Regions from separate parts of the Sus scrofa genome. Here region 1 is linked to region 2. The links are chromatin contacts, called in public Hi-C maps. All regions are on one chromosome and are shown on one strand. The core of a region is the stretch at or near the end of the contact, and the rest is flanking DNA. Distances in the headings are between cores, read along the strand shown. Region 1 overlaps LOC102163764 (a long non-coding RNA gene). Region 2 overlaps LOC102163764 (a long non-coding RNA gene).

Region 1 (3,879 bases), core at 1,148-3,647, 260 kb after region 2:
AGCCTGTGTCCTTGTAAGCTCCCAGGCTGGCCTCGTGTGCCTGATGCAGACCAGGCACCCAGCAAACACTGGTTGAGGGAGTGAGTGCCCTTGGTCTGCACTTGGGCACAGCATCTCTGTGGATGCTGGCATGCTGTGCAGACAGGTCCTGCCTGTGTATGGGCAGCTGAACCCTGGCATTTGGAGCAGGACCCTGGGGCTCGGTCCCATAAGCCAGGCTGGGCAGCCAAAAAGGGGGCAGACTTGGAAGCTGGAACCAGCCTGCTAAGCCTGTGATATTTACCAGGCTGACAGTTTCCCAGCCAAAGCAGCCTGGAGACAGGGGATAGCTGGAGAAAGTGGGTCATCTTGACTCTTATTCAAGGCACCAGGGAGAGCCCTGGGGTTTAGCCATGGCAGTGATGGAGACTGATCCTGTCATTTGCTTGGATCCAAATGAAAGGGATTAGTGACTGCAGAAATATACTAATTTTCCATGCAGCACAGGGCAAGGAGAGGCAGTGAAGATTAAAAAAAAAAAAAAAAACCTGTGGGTGCGCCTGTGTACATGTGCGCATGTGTCTGTGTGTGCATATGTATGTGTGTGTTTTGCATATGTGTGCATGTGTGTGGCTGTGAGTGCTATACATACATACACACCATCCACACCCACATCACATGGTAACATTCGAGTGTGAATATCCACATACATCTGACAGGATAGATTCTCCATTAGCTTTAGGGCTGGGAGACTCTGGTTTGAGCCTCAGCACCCAGTCAGGGCCCCTGCGCACCTTGAGCCTTAGGTTCCTTATCTGAGAAGCTCACAGTTGGAAGTGGCAGTGAGCACGACAGTGAAGGGGGCCTGCCGCAGGCATGAGAGGTGGTCTTCAAAAGCCGCTCTGCTCCTGTGATTAGATTTCCCGGCCCTTCCTGTGCATGGATGATGTTCAGGTCACCAGTTCACACTCAGGATCCACCTGCAGGCCACATACCTCAACCTCTCAGGGGAGCCAGGAGCGGCACCACCCCTGAGCTGGCAGGTGCACGGGTGCAGTGCAGAGCTGGGAGCCTGACTCAGTTCTGGCAGATGCCTTGAACTTTGTTGAGGACCTTCCCCCTCTTGCTCGGTTTCCCCATTGCACAATGACAGCTTGGAGTATCTTCAGGTCTCAGAGCTCTCTGGGGGCAGGGGTGTGTGTGACTGGGCCAGGAAAGCCGGAGGCAGGGCAGGCAACATCAAGTCCAGTTGCCAAAAGCACCACTTTATTTCATCTCTCACTGATATTCTGTCCCTCAGCCTCATGGCTGCCACCGCCTCCATCCCATTACAGAAATCATGTTAAATAAGGTTCTGCTCTTGGAAACTCAGCCCCAGTGAGTGAACTTAGCTCATCTTAATGCCCTTTCCCAGCACTGAGAGCCTGGCAGAAGCCTTCCCCCTCTGCTGGGCAGACAGACAGTCATGTCCACATGGCCCCTTCCTCCATTTCCCTTTCTCTGCAAAAGGTAGGGAAAGGGAAGGGGCACTTTCCCGATTTCATGGGAGGACAAGGCTCTAGCATCCGGGGGCTGCCTGGGAAACTCTTAGTGCAGGACAGGACTTGAACCTCCTTCCTAGTCTCACCTTCCCCCTCCCCCTGCACCCACACTCCTCCTGTGCTTAGGCTGGCATACACCCAGCTCCCCCCGTGCACTCTCTAGAACATCCTAGGAAGCTCCAGGTCATTCCAGGCCCAGCTCCAGCTTTCCCTCTCCAGTGAGCAGAGTTGCTGGACCCATGGGTGCCCCTTGGAATTGTGGGTCCATGGAATTGTGCATTTAATCCCTTACCTGTGCATGTGGAGCTCCATCAGAGCAGCCCCACCGCCTCAGCTATCCTGTTGCCAGCTCCAGCCCAGGATCTGGGTCTAAGGAAAGGCCCAGGAAAGTTCACTGCAGGGAGCACCCTGTGGTGTCCATAAGAGGTGAGCGCTAGGCTTCCCTCGCTGCCCTGGGAGACGGCGTATGGCCCTGGCCTCATTCTGTGAGACGCCTTAAGGATCCACGGCCCCATACTGCTCCCAGTCCAAGTTCAACCTGCTCCCAGGATCCCGCCCCCTCTTCTACCTGAGTCCTGAACAGGAAGGAATGAGATCCCTGAGCCCTTCCCCACCTTCTCTCCCCTGCCTCCCCACTGCAGAGACAGAGGGACCGAGGGAGGCCAGGAAACAAAGAGAAAAAAAATGCAACAAAAGAGAGGTAAACTCAGACAGAGATAGACACACAGAGAGATAAAGAGAGACTGAAAGAGAAAAGGAAAAACATAGAGAGGGAGGAGATACAGGCAGAGAGGCAAAGTGGGAGATTGGAGGGCAGGAGAGGGGAGGGAAAACAAGCTGGAGATGGCAGGGAGGGCCAGGCAGCCTCGCAGCTGCAGAGGGGAGTCTGCCAGCCTGGCCTCCCGGGGCTGGCCTGGGCATAGGGCCCCAGCACGGGGTGGTGGCAGCTGGGCTGGGCATTTGGCTGTCTCTGCTGAGCCCAAGCCCCTGTGCCTGACCTGAGCCCAGCTGCTCCAGCCCTCTTGTGCTGCTGCCTGCAGCTGCCAGGCCCCTTTCATGCTCTGAGACCAGGAGCCAACGGAGCGAGCCTCAAAGCCGGGCCTCCGGGGTCATCTCTGTCAGGGAGGGAGGGGTGACTCCTCATATTCCACCAGCGGGACCCACGCAGAAACCCATTCCATTTGGCTTTGGGATGAGACATGTGGTTTTTGTGACAGTAGATCTCCTTCCTAATTAGAGACTTACTGAGGCGTGTGTCGAAATCAGCGGCGTTTCCTGAGCTCAACAAATAAGAGCAGCCCTTCCCTCTGGGGCTGTGTTTTCTGGTCTTGAGGCACCTCCCGGATGATGCTGTTTCTTGGATAGATTTTTCATAACATCCCCGATCGCTGGATGTCAGCCTAGCAGAAAACAGGGGCTGGGAGGTGAATGATGTGTCCAGAGAGTCCACCTTTATGTGTCAGCACCAGAGCCCGAATCCCATTAGTAGGTGCCGAGCTCCATGCATACTGCTGGAACTCTGTGATCCCATCAAGGCTGACCAGCTAGGGGGCCAAACTGTGGGTGAGCTGCTGAGTAAGGCGAGGTACAAGGTCCGGAGTTCTTTTCCTTCTATTTTGTGGAGCCTGCAGGCATACATTTAAGGATGTGGGTGAGTCGGCCCACATAATTTTTAAAGCAATAAAGGTCTTTTAAATTTTTTCCCTTGAAGCCTACTCACTCTTTGTTCTCTACTGCACTTAACTGGGATCAGAGCCCAGATGCTGGCTGGGTGGCTGCGGAAAGATGGAGCCCAGAATTCAAAATTGAGTCAGAAATGATTGACATGCAATGAGATGGGGGGATAGTCCCCTACATTCCTCTTGAGGCAAAAGCTGAGATCCTGGGTGAGCCCCAGTGGAGGTGGAAGGACCCAACAGGAGGTGCAGGGCGGGGCTCTGTGGGAGGGGATGGGGGACAGGGAGGAAGTAAGGAAAGGGGGGCTAGGCATGAAGCTGTTGTGTGGGCTGTGGGGTTTGTGATGTGAGCCACCCTGCACCCTGATGGCATCATCAGAGTCACTAACTTATGACTTTTTGGTTGTGAATGAATTTCTCTGGGCAACAGGTTGGTTCCCAGATGTCTGCATGACGTTGGGAGTGGGAAAAAGTCAAGGGCAGGGATCTGTGTGTTCACGGACCTTGGAGTTGGGGGTTCTAGCCAAGTGTGCCTTGGTATTCAGGGCCTGGAGGCCTTAGCCAACATCTGAGTTATGGATGTGCAAGAAATATGGCCCAAGAAGCAGAGGTGAAGGTAGAGCTGGGGACTGTATTAGACAGTGAATCAGGATCCCAGAGACCCTGCCGGGCTGAAGTGAAAC
Region 2 (4,419 bases), core at 194-2,693:
GGCCCTGAGGAGTCCTTGGTAAAGAAACAGGTTAACTTTGGTTTAAGCTAAGTATGTCCAATGTAATCATAATACAGCCCCCTCCCCCCCACAACACACACACACACGTATCCCTTCATTTGTTTTACAGATTCACTTTTTTTTTTTTTTTTGTCTTTTTAGGGCTGCACCTGCAGCATATGGACGTTCCCAGGCTAGAAGTCAAATGGAAGCTAGAGCTGCTGGCCTATACCACAGCCACAGCAATGGCAGATCCGAGCTGCATCTGCGACCTACACCACAGCTCATGGTAATGCTGAATCCTTAACCCACTGAACGAGGCTAGGGATCGAACCTGTGTCCTCATGGATTCTAGTTGGGTTTGTTAACCACTGAGCCACGAAAGGAACTTCTCAGATTCACTTCTTGACCCATTTTTGGAATACTCTTTAGAAATGTGGCCTAAGCAATAAAGTCCAAATCTTTATCCCTGATGTTCAAAGAAAGGGCTGCATAGTTGGACTCAACCCCATTTTCAGTTTTCTTTCTCCTTCTCCTCAGCATTCCTTTGTGTCCACAGCACCTGTGGCCTCTCCTCTCCATGTCTTTACTCAGATCTCACTAGTCACTTCTCCAGGGACACTCCCAGCCAGGGGTCACCTCCCTGGGTGTGCTATGACTTCCCTGCCTCCTTCTGTGATGGGTTGTATACCATGTTTGTTGCCTTTTCGTGCCCTAGCCTTGAGGCCCGAGTGTAACATAAACTCTTCGCAGACACAGATGCCTCTCAGGCTGCCATGTCTCCTGCTGCCCTCCCAGGCCCAGCACAGATGTGCACAGTCCTTCCTTGTGGCTGAGTTGGTGGGGAAGCTAAGGAGGGAAGACATTTTGATACCTCACGACTGGCTCAAATGGTTGGAGTTTCACCCCGCTGCGCAGAGGGACCTGTGACTCAGTCTTGGCCTTGGTGTTGGAGACCAAGGACAGCAGACCCCGGTCCATACATCTGCCCCATGTTCAGTTTGAGTTGAACTTGGAACTAGCTCTTCCCTCCTTATTTCTCCCTAGGAGGAATAGGAACAAGAGAAACCAGCTTCTGCTGGAGTGGCAGCGACCCCTGCTAGTCTGGGGGATGGCTTCCCAAGTAGTGGGCTGTTTGAAAGGTTGGAGTTCAGGGGCAGGGCTTGGGCTGAGGGCACCTTTTCTGCTGTCTTTAAGGCCTTAGGAGTGACTGCACTCCTCTGGGTGTGGAAACAAATGACCCTCTCTGCAGGTTTTTATCCCTGCGATTCCCAGGCTGCCAGCTCCCAGGGTCCCTGGTGGCACAGGAGAGGAAGGAATTATGGACCCAGGGAGGAGGCTGGGAGAGGAGAGGAGAGTGGGGGTGTTTTGTGTGGCAGGGTCCAGTCCTGCCCAGATGAAGGGAGGCTGTCGTGCCAAGCCAACCCCAGTGGCTCTTGGAGCCACTCTGAGGCTGCCCCCAGTGCTGTAGTTATTTTTAGCACTGGGATGTGCAGAACATGCTACAGAGAAATAGAGTGGAAAATCTGACACTCAGAGCCCCACTTTGAGGGAGACACAGTTCCTCCAGCTGGGCGTCGCTCACATGTCGATTTGCATCCTTCACGTTTCTCCAGGCAGCCTGACTTCAAATTCCGTGGACCCACTGCAGCTGGTGCCCAGTCTCCTTGGCAGGGTCTGGGGTCCTGGGACTTGGCAGTCATGGCTCCTGGTCAGTCCCTTTTTCCTTCTGCTGACCATCTGCACACAAGCACAGGGTTCTCCTCAAGAAGAGCCCAGCTGTCATCTCCTGGAGCCTCCCATCCACAGTGTGGAGAAGGCAGGGTGGATCTTAGGACTCCTAATGGGTAGGGGATGAAACCAAGGCCCAGAGAGGGTGTTGTGGGGCCCGAGGTTGCACAGAGAGGGAATAACAGAACTGGCCTTTAGGAGAGCCAGAACTTAGGTCCTTGGGGGTGTCCAGTGCAGAATGGAACATCTGGGAAGCCTGGAATCGAAGTCTGAATTGGCTCAGGAGGGGTGTAAACAAACAAAAAAAAGTGGACACAAACCTGGCTCAGAGGTAGGGACAGCTCCTCCCTGCGGGCCTGTGTAGTGGGTATTTAATTAAACATTACTTCAGGTTTTTTTTCCTCTTATTACAAAAACAGACATGTTCTTTGTAGAAAATTTAAAAATACAGATAAGCAAACAGAAGAAAATTAAAAACAGCCCTAATCCCAATACTCAGAGATAAACCCTGTAAATATTTTGGTATTTTGGTAGATATACTGCCAGGTTTTCCCTTTTTTTTTTTTCTTTAAAATGTTTTAATTACACATATAATATAGGAATGCATTCTTGTTAGCAACAGTCACACAATACAGACCAAGGTAACCACCCCCCTCTCTCCCGGCTTCCCTTCCCGTTGAGGTAACCACAGTTATAATTGTGATGTGTATTGTTCCTGATCTTTCTCTGAGTGTACACACACATTTATATCTGTACATATAGAGATACATGGATTTTATTTTTAGTGTGTTGGGATGTTTTTTCCTTCAACAGAAATGGTATCACGCTGTATGTATTGTTCCGCACTTTGATTTTGTCACCTAACTATTAGTCTTGGCGTTCTCTCCATGTCAGTACTTATAGCTCTAACTCGTTTGTTCTAACTGCTGGGTAGCATTCCTTAGCACAGATACATCAGAGTTTATTTAGCTATCCCTCTGGTGATGGGCTTTTAGATTGCTTCCACTTCCCCCGCCCCCATTGCGGTGCTGCCTTCTATGCTCTTAAATAGGCCTCCTTGGATGAGAATGCTTTCCTAGGATCAAAACTGAGAAGAAAAATTGCTGGTCACTTTCTTTTCAGACACATTAAGAAAATGGGAGCATCTTAGACCAACTGCCGTAGGAACTTGCCTTCTTCACTTATCCATGTTAATAAAAAGGCAGCTGTGACAGCATTTCCCCAAAGTCTCTGGACAGCACTGAGGTCCAGTGAGACACTAATAGGTATGCCTGGGGAGGAAGAAATCAGGGCAGGTGTGTACCTGGGCTCTTGGAAGTTCACCAGTGCACATTAGTATGTCAGGAGGCATCCTAAAGTAAAGCCACAAGTTTGTCTTCTCCCAATTCGAAGGCTATGGTGGAGGAAACACAGATTGTAGGAGATGGCAGCAGTGCCCTGCCCACATCCACACGGCCCCGCCACTTCAATGCATGGCTGGTTCCCCTTCCACCTGCTGGTACCTGCATTTTGTTGCCGGAGGACTTTCTCTTGCTGCAGGAGCCTTTGGCGGGCAGGAAGTGAGAGCATCAATGCTCCCCCATCCCAATCCAACAGCCCTCAAGCAAGGACTGAAGGACTTGGTATGTTGGTACCAGCTTCCTTCCCCTCTGGGTGAGGCAACTTTGGAGGCAAGTGTTTTCAGTTGGTCCCAGAGTTTACCAGTGGAATTACGCTCCTGTTGGCCACCATGGTAGCTGGTTTGAAAATACCCCTGTCACTGTCTGCCTGCCTTCATGTCTCACCTCCCCACTGCTCTGCTTTTGCCTCCCATACATTGGAATGTCCCTGCATTTGAGCTTGGATGGGCTCCAGGGAGACCCTCAACTAAGACTGATCAAGGGTTACTTCGTAGTGGCTTCATGTGTATGTCCCAAATATTTTTCTCAACCCATCCTGCATTGTTGGACATTAAAGGTCCAAAAGGCCTTTTTTTTTTTGCTATTATAAACAATCCCATGGTAGACATCCTTGAAGCTCAATAGCTGTGGACATTCTTAATTATTTCCTTAGGGACTATTCCTAGACATTAAGACTCTGGTTCAAAGGGAGTACATTCTTCTAAGGTTTGGGGAAGCATTTGTGGCATCTGTATCCTTCTCTTCTTTTCTTGCTCCTCCACCACCTGGCAGCCCCCATACAGCCCAGAGGGGCCAGCCTTGGGTATGCTCAGGGGATCTGGGGTAGGGGGGGCTGAGGATTTCTTGTAGGGACTGGCAGACCAGAGAAGGTGCCTGCCAGGATCCAGGGGGACAGCCAGCTCTTCACCTGGGAGTTCACAGTAAGGAGTTTGGAGCTTGGTGGTTTGGGGGCCTCTTCCCAGGTTCTTATCTCAAACCCTTCTCATCCTACAAGGCCCATCTGAAACTCTCTATTCTCCAGGAGGTCTTCCTTGACTTTTCTAGCCCATATGAGCCTCTCCCAGAGCCTGCGCATGAGTCACCTCTAACTCTATATGGTCCATATCCTATGGGCAGAGGCTGTCTGTGAGAGTCAGTGTTATACACTGGACAGATTTACCTGCGTGGGGTTTAGTAAATGGTTGTGGTAGGAGCTCTGGCTTGGGAACCAGTGAGCCTGGATTTGAATCCTGCCTTTGCTGTTGATCTCTGGGGGGACCTGTGGACCCTAGAGCAGAGGTCCCAAGGT

What was found. Hi-C and Micro-C count contacts between places; a contact is called where the count stands out from the background.
Region 1: a contact with region 2 is called in a Hi-C map of heart right ventricle, with 2.8 times the contacts expected there. The contact joins two enhancer-like sites. A contact is called at or near these places in 2 of 47 Hi-C or Micro-C datasets (embryonic fibroblasts and heart right ventricle).

The regions. Positions count from the first base shown.
Region 1 is chr14:80,888,359-80,892,237 of Sscrofa11.1, forward strand. The region is part of intron 5 of LOC102163764 (a long non-coding RNA gene); the gene reads left to right. Among named protein-coding and RNA genes, the nearest start is that of RPS24, 420 kb to the left of the region's middle. Within about 2 kb of position 2,398, at least 26 of the 83 cell types and tissues checked have an H3K27ac peak or open chromatin away from gene starts, as enhancers often do.
Region 2 is chr14:80,633,893-80,638,311 of Sscrofa11.1, forward strand. The region is part of intron 2 of LOC102163764 (a long non-coding RNA gene); the gene reads left to right. Among named protein-coding and RNA genes, the nearest start is that of RPS24, 160 kb to the left of the region's middle. Within about 2 kb of position 1,444, at least 3 of the 83 cell types and tissues checked have an H3K27ac peak or open chromatin away from gene starts, as enhancers often do.